2 separate regions of the Mus musculus genome follow, and region 1 is linked to region 2. The links are chromatin contacts, called in public HiChIP or PLAC-seq maps. All regions are on one chromosome and are shown on one strand. The core of a region is the stretch at or near the end of the contact, and the rest is flanking DNA. Distances in the headings are between cores, read along the strand shown. Region 1 holds the start of Leprot (leptin receptor overlapping transcript). Region 2 overlaps Gm12796 (a long non-coding RNA gene).

Region 1 (3,462 bases), core at 690-3,189, 360 kb after region 2:
TCTTCTTGTGGAAATGTGGAATTGGTGAGTAGGATGGTTTTTGGTGCAACATCTGGCACAGGAAAAGTCCACTTTCTCAGGTAAAGTACTCAGTCCAGTTGTTGTTGGCAGAAAGCAGTCGGAGAGAAACAAACAGTGTGGTTGAGGGTGGAAGGAGAGTGGGACGGTTTACATCACATAATCTCTTTATTTAAGGTGGGAAAAACCTACCTCCTCACTAACAGATCTCAGTGCTTATAAAGGAGAAGTTAAAAACACAGGTCTGGCAGAGCAATTTTCTGAGTGCTTTTATAGGCACCATAATCCCCCATTTTCACCAGGTACGTTGTCCATGATGCTGGCACATGCCTGACACTGCAGACCCTGTGTACAAGCTTCATCCTGTACACACTCTCAATGGTACAATGGCTTAACTTGTTGTAATGGTTACAATAGTATTAACAGTCTAAAGGAGAACAATTGCTCTATTGTGGTAAGTTATGCAAATGTGCCTCTCAGAATCACTGATTGTATACTAGGTTCTTAGCAGATTAAGCATATATATATGTATATACATATATATGTGTATATACATATTTTCCTTTTAAGTTTAGAACTTCGTGGGTTTTGACTTTCTAACCTTGTCTAAAGAGCTGTTTGGTTCAGTTCCTATTCTTTCTGAACTGCTTTCTGTAGAGGACTTGGACTACTGGATGGTTTCTAAGATGAAGGAAGATTCCACTGAAGAAGGTAAGAATAAGATGGATCTGGAGGAGTGAAAATTGGCCTTAGTTACTTGCAGGCCTGCGTTTATTTAAGGACCTAAAGAAATCCGGACCCACAGAGTTTGTAATGAATGAGGGGGATAGACGGACGCGGTAGTTTACACAAAATGTTAATGTAGTTTGCTACAAAGCAAGCAAATCTATACAAAAGTCAAAGATCTTACATAGGGATATCTCTAATCCTGATTTCTGGTGCTGTCACTCACTCCCGATCTCTACTATATCAGCCACACACTCTCAAAACAAACCACACAGGCACACAGGAAGAGTCGTCCTGGAAGGTAACCTCTCCCCATCCTTATCCCGTGCCCCACTTTTTCCACCAGTCCTTTCAGGCAAGTTTCCTAACAGCCAGCCAGGGTGATGGTGAGCATCTAGAATCTCCTGAGGCAGAGCCTGGGCCCCAAGTCACGACAGTGAGGAAGGGATGGACCCCAGATTGAGAAACAGGGCTGAGATGTCTCAGAATCCAGGATCCCCCGAAGAGTTAAAATAAAGGAGTTATTCTGAAGTAATCAAAGTGGGAGGGGGCTGAGACTAGGAGCGGAGTTCCCGGCCAGCGGGGCGGTGCTGAACAAACTGGGAGACTACTGGAATGAAGTTCTGAGTGGCAGGAAGTAGGACCAGTAGAGTCCGAGCTATGAGTGGCGGAGGCGGGATCAGTCCAATGGGGTGGAGTTCTGCATGGCGGATTGGGATCCGTGCTGGCAGGGACTGAGCTCAGCCAACTGGGGGCGGAGTCCGCGAAGTGGAGGAAGGCGTTGGGGGAGGGTCTCCATGAGCTGGAGGCAGGATTATGTGCCAGAGTGGCGGAACTGTGGGCCGAGCGGAACCGGGCCCGGCAGAGGAGGAGCTCAGAGTGGCAGGGATCAGAACCAGTATAGGAAATACTGAGTGCCTGTAGGGCAGAATCTGGCATAATTGGGTGTGAGGTTGTAATTGGCAGAATTCTAAACCAGTAGGAATCAGGTTCTGCATGGATGGTGGGATTGGGCTTCTGGGGGCGGGAAGCCACGGGATGGGGCGGAGTCTAAAATCAGGGGCGGGGCCTAATGAAGGGGCGGGGCTCCGTTGGTTGGGTAGGAAGTCAATACCGTCAGGGGGCGGGCCGGGCTTTGGATTCGCGCGCCGGCCCTGGCTAGTCTGGGTGTGGGCGGCTTTTGGAGAAAGCCGGAAGCAGCGACAGCCCCAGCTCCAGAGACATGGCGGGCGTTAAAGGTACACTGCGACCCTCGCCCGCGGCTAGTGGGTGGGGTCGCTCCTGGCTCCAGGCTGCATGGCGAGCAGCCTGTGTGCGGGTGTGCGAGTTCCTGCAGACCGCGGCCTCCCGAATGCGCGGCAGAGGTGTTTTGCGGAGCCTATAAACGCTCGCGCCCACGCCCACGCCCGTCAGTTCCCAGGCGGGGGCTTCTCCCGTGGGCTGTACGTTCCACAGTGGTCCCCTGGGCTTTTCAGTTCTCCGTAGGTCACATCAGGGTCCCACATCCTCACCTTCCTGCCCCGCCGCAGTTTCCTGTGGCTTACAGAGGAGCCTTTGTGTCCAGGATGTGTGTTGGAAACTTGGTCCTGTTGTTCCCTTACGGTTTTTCTCGCTGGGCAGAATAATTTCGGGCGTGTGGCACTTTGGAAAGTAACCAGAAATACCCTATTCGACGCAACCTTGGGGCTGCAATTAGATGGGATTTTAACAAGACTTTTCTTGAGTGTTTACTGGTCTGTGAACAGAGCAGTATGTGCTGTTTGTGTTCTTGAATGGTGATGAAAGGAGGGTACCGAAAGATTATCACCCTGATCTGTGTGAATGCAGAGCTTTGGGCGTTGGGTGGGGACAAAGTTACTGGAAGGCTTCCTGGTATTTGGATTTCTGGTCATCCGCACAGAGAAGACTTAATTTATCTCTGTGTTGGACTTCCTTTCTTTGAAAACTATCCACAAAGACCTTCCCACTCACCAACATCTGTAAGATGGATACAGTGTATACTCATGTGGATGCACTGTACATTATCTGTGCACAACTAGTAACAGACATAGCTAACCATTTTGGGGGGACTTTTGTATTTCAAATCAAAGTAAACATGGTTTACTTGGGCAATGTCCACTGTATGACGTATCCATTTGAAGACAGTGTAGAAAGCATGTAAAATTGTGTCTCACTACTACAGAGTGTTCAGTCCTGGACAGAAAGTACAAAGTAGCAACAGTAATTTATGGGCCTATGTAGTGAAAAGGAACAAAGGCTATGAAGTAGACAAGAGCACAAGGAAGTAAAACTTTGCCCATAATTCAACTGTTATTGAGAAACTATGCTGGAGACTTGGGATAAAAGATAAGTGAGAAGTTTGGACTGAGTTGATTGCCGAAAATAATTATATTGCTGTGTAAGAAAATGATGTGTGCTCTGACAGTTGAGAACATAGAGATAATATAGTGGAGGGAATCATGTTGCTCCAAAAGATATGTTTTAAGTTGTAACTCCCTGCTGCCAAATGAGGGTGTGGCCTTGTTTGCAACTAGCAGATGTTATCAATCTAAGGTTGCCTTGTGTGATGTCCTTCAGATAAGGGGGGAGGGGGAAAGCACAAAGTAAGGATTGAAGCAGAGGGCCCCAAGATGGCTTGGTAGGAAAGGCACTTGCTGTCGAGCCTTAAGACCTGCGTTTGATCCCTGGGACCTACCTGGTTGAAGGAGAGAACCAACT
Region 2 (3,315 bases), core at 398-2,897:
TCTTTCTCTCCTCCTCCTTTCTCTCCCTCCTTTCTTCTTCAGCATAACAAACTCTATCTTTTTCTTGAGTCCCTGCCCTCTTTCCTAGTTTATTCTCAGTACAAGAAGTTACATAAGACAACACGCCATTCCCCAAGTCAATGAACACATACCAGGCACCTAGGGCACTGTGTTTCTTCACCAGAATGCCCACTGTGCCCTCCTCATTCTTCTGTATTGTTCCCTGAAACCTGCCGATCTGGAAACAAGTCTTTTCTTAATCTCAGGACCTGGCGGCACAGGGCTTTAACATTAGTGAGACCACTGACAACAACGTTTATTGATTTCTCTGCTGTGGTGCACTTTGTCTCCTGGAATATTTGTTGTGTGATACTTAGAGATACTTAGTGAGTATACGGTATGGAAAATCTGGGCAAACTGGTGGAAATAGGAGCAAAAAGCAATAAAGCAGGACAGGCCTGGGGGGAGGGCAATGCTTATCAACCCTCAATTAATACACCCTGTAGGAAATTTATCTATGTAAATAGTTGAGAATGCCTTCTAAGATCGAGCTGCAAGGCTGAACACCAAAGTCCTATTTAAACATCATCATTCAATATACAACCTTACGTTCTTCGATGGGGCATTGGTTAAGTAAATGCAAAATGCATAGTAATCATTAACATATGCATGGAACATATTTTTTAAAGTAATATTTAAACAAGAAAATGTTAGTAAATGTTTTGGTTCTTGTGAGTTCATGTAGTACGGTTATTAATCATGCTGTTAGTGGGTCTGAGTGCTGCCATTTCAATTTTTTTTTTCATTCAGGTTTTGAAAAAAATTACCTGACTTTTTAAAGACTAGTCATTTTATGATTAAAAAAAGATTATCCAAACAGCTGGGATAATTTTCAAGGTTTTATGATTAAAACAAAGAAATCCTCCCATTAGCCTATTTTGCTTTCCTGATAAATGTTTCTCCAAAGTTCCGTGTGCACCCTGAAACTGCTACAGGAGGGCGCCTCAGAGGGAGCGTGCTGTGCTCAGCTCAATTTACTGGACTTTGCACAGCTGGAACCAGCTGCTCTGGGCTGTAGCAGTTCCTGGAGTTTGCAGGAGGCGCAGACAGGCCAGCTCGGAGCTCCGCAGCCCCACGCTGTGTCCCCGAGGCCCGCGCTGGCAAGCGGCCTGCGCGTTGACTCCACTTCCTCTGCTCGCTTTCCCGGAGATGCCCGCCCACGCCACCGCCGCCCTGCCGCTGAGAAGTCACGCTCCAGCCTCCGAGCTGCTCGGAAGCTGCCGCGAGGGAAGGCAGTGGCGCGTGGACCCGCGAACTGACCAGAATAGCCCTAGAATGGGACCAAGAGACGGCTGTAGCTGTCGTTTAGTGAGATGACACCGGGCTTACGTTGAATTTTCTGTGGACTGAATTCGATCTTCCGCCTGCAAGAGCCAGCGTCGATCGAGGCTACTTCAGGTCTCCGCCGGGTGTCACTATCAGGAAACCCAGGCCCAGATGTTTCTGAGAGCTCTGCCAAAAGGAGGGCGAAGTAAGCCCCTAGATGGGCAAACTCGTAATTTCAACTCCCACTTCTCTCCTTTCCCCATCTCTCTCCGCTCTCCTTTCTCCTCTGTCTCTCAGTTTCACTGTGCACCCCAGGCTGGCCTGTGTCTATCTCGCTGCAATCCTCCCTCCTCAGCCTACTGCTGGGATAACTGGCAACTAGTTCAATTGGTGCCTCTGTTTCCCCAAATCTTACTGAAAATAGTGACCAGATCTGTGGAATGCTATCCAGCTCTTCCAACAAATACCATGATACCACCCTAAGGGCCCCAAAAGCACACACACAGCCACCGGAAACAGAACTTAGTTTCGGGTCTGGGCCAACGCCCTATACACTTGCATCTCAGCCACCCGTCCCATATCTAGCCTGTCCCCGGACTTCGAAGAGAGGCTAATAACAGTATGCATGTCTCAGGATCTACGGCCGGAGGAGCGCCCAGGAACCCGCGGGCGTATGTCAGCGAGCCTGCACCGGGCGCTGGGCAGCCCTGGGTCCTGGGCCAGGCCAGCTTTGGCGGCGGGGAGGCGGACCTTTTGATCCCCTCCGCAGAAGGTCCCCGGTTCGGCTGCACCCCGCTGAAGCCGCTGGGAAGCTAGATGTAAAGAGTTAGCGCGGTGGCCGCCTCCCCCACTTCCTGCGGGGTCCCCCGCCGCGGCCCCATTGCACAATCCCTGCCGTGCAATCGCCCCGTGACTCGCACCCAGCCTGAAATGGTTCCCAGGTTTCCAAGCCTAGCAAAGAACCGCGGCGTCCCCGCCCCGACCTCAGGCGCACTCCAAGCCGTATTTCTTCGGGTGACTGGGCCGCACTTTAACGTCTAGAATGCACTTGTCAAAGAAGGGCAAGTTCACGCAGCAGCCACCAGCTCCAGGCTGGCGCCGGGTGGCTACAGCTGACTTGGCCCTTCTCCGTGGTATACCTTCAAGCAGCACGTTTTGGGGGTGGGGGAGAAACAGGCATGTGCCATAGAGGAAGGAGGGGGAAGCTGTATTGCAGATCTTCAGGAATCCGCCCTGACACCGACGGTGGACCCAGGAAGCGTGGAGGCAGCATACAGAAGACTGTGTCAGTAGTCCACGCCATTATCTTAGAGACAGGAAACCTAGAAATTAAATGGTGTGCCTGAAGTCACCTAGCTAATGTAGACTGCAGGCAATGTCTGGGTTGTAGTTGTAAGGACGAGGTGGGGGATGGTTTCCTTTTAAGAAAATAGTGCGCCTTCCTTAGCAATCACTGCAACTCCTGACTCCACATTACAAAAGGAAGCAATAAGTCTAGCCCCTAAAAGGGCTAAATTTGGCAGTGTCCCGGGAAGGTATCAGCTACTCATTTCAGTTATTTTCACCAGTTGAGAGCACTCGAAATATCGCACAAAATACCTAATGAAAAAGAGAGGGACCACGAACGTTTCTCCAAGATCAGATCTAAAATGCCAAGTTCCCAATAACATTACTTTGATGATTAAACTGTTCAGTGTTCTGCCGATGTGCCAGCTGGTTTCGGAAGTGAATTGTCAAGTGAATTGCTCTATGCTGGACTGGATCATTTAGGCTTGGAATAGATTTGCTGCTCATCTTTCAGAATATTCAGTCTGAAAATATACGGGACAAGGACAGACTTACAGGCTCGCGTGTTGTCTTTGGCATTTCTAGGGTGACCATGTATAACAAATGTTTAATTTGGGCACCAGATGCCAAACAAATAGATGTGAGGATCAAAGGAACCCAAATTAAAAGTGGTAATCATGGGCTGGAGAGATGGCTTAGCAG

Evidence for each region. HiChIP or PLAC-seq counts read pairs in DNA pulled down with a chosen protein or histone mark.
Region 1: a contact with region 2 is called in an HNF4G HiChIP or PLAC-seq map of pancreatic cancer cells. The contact joins the promoter of Leprot here to the enhancer-like site in region 2. A contact is called at or near these places in 3 of 39 promoter capture datasets (embryonic stem cells, neutrophils and pre-B cells), 2 of 484 Hi-C or Micro-C datasets (the G1E-ER4 cell line and cardiomyocytes), 3 of 115 datasets of contacts at active chromatin or transcription factors (embryonic stem cells and pancreatic cancer cells) and 1 of 9 other capture datasets (embryonic stem cells).

Annotation. Positions count from the first base shown.
Region 1 is chr4:101,645,844-101,649,305 of GRCm38.p6, forward strand. It overlaps Leprot (leptin receptor overlapping transcript), which reads left to right and starts at 1,940. Exons shown (of 4, transcript NM_175036.4): 1 at 1,940-1,982. The coding sequence starts at 1,967.
Region 2 is chr4:101,291,009-101,294,323 of GRCm38.p6, forward strand. It overlaps Gm12796 (a long non-coding RNA gene), which reads right to left. Exons shown (of 2, transcript XR_003955080.1): 1 at 2,077-3,315; 2 at 680-1,512. Among named protein-coding and RNA genes, the nearest start is that of Gm12796, 3.0 kb to the right of the region's middle. Within about 2 kb of position 1,648, at least 321 of the 459 cell types and tissues checked have an H3K27ac peak or open chromatin away from gene starts, as enhancers often do. A contact at or near this core is called in the G1E-ER4 cell line, cardiomyocytes, neutrophils and 2 more, where this site is marked.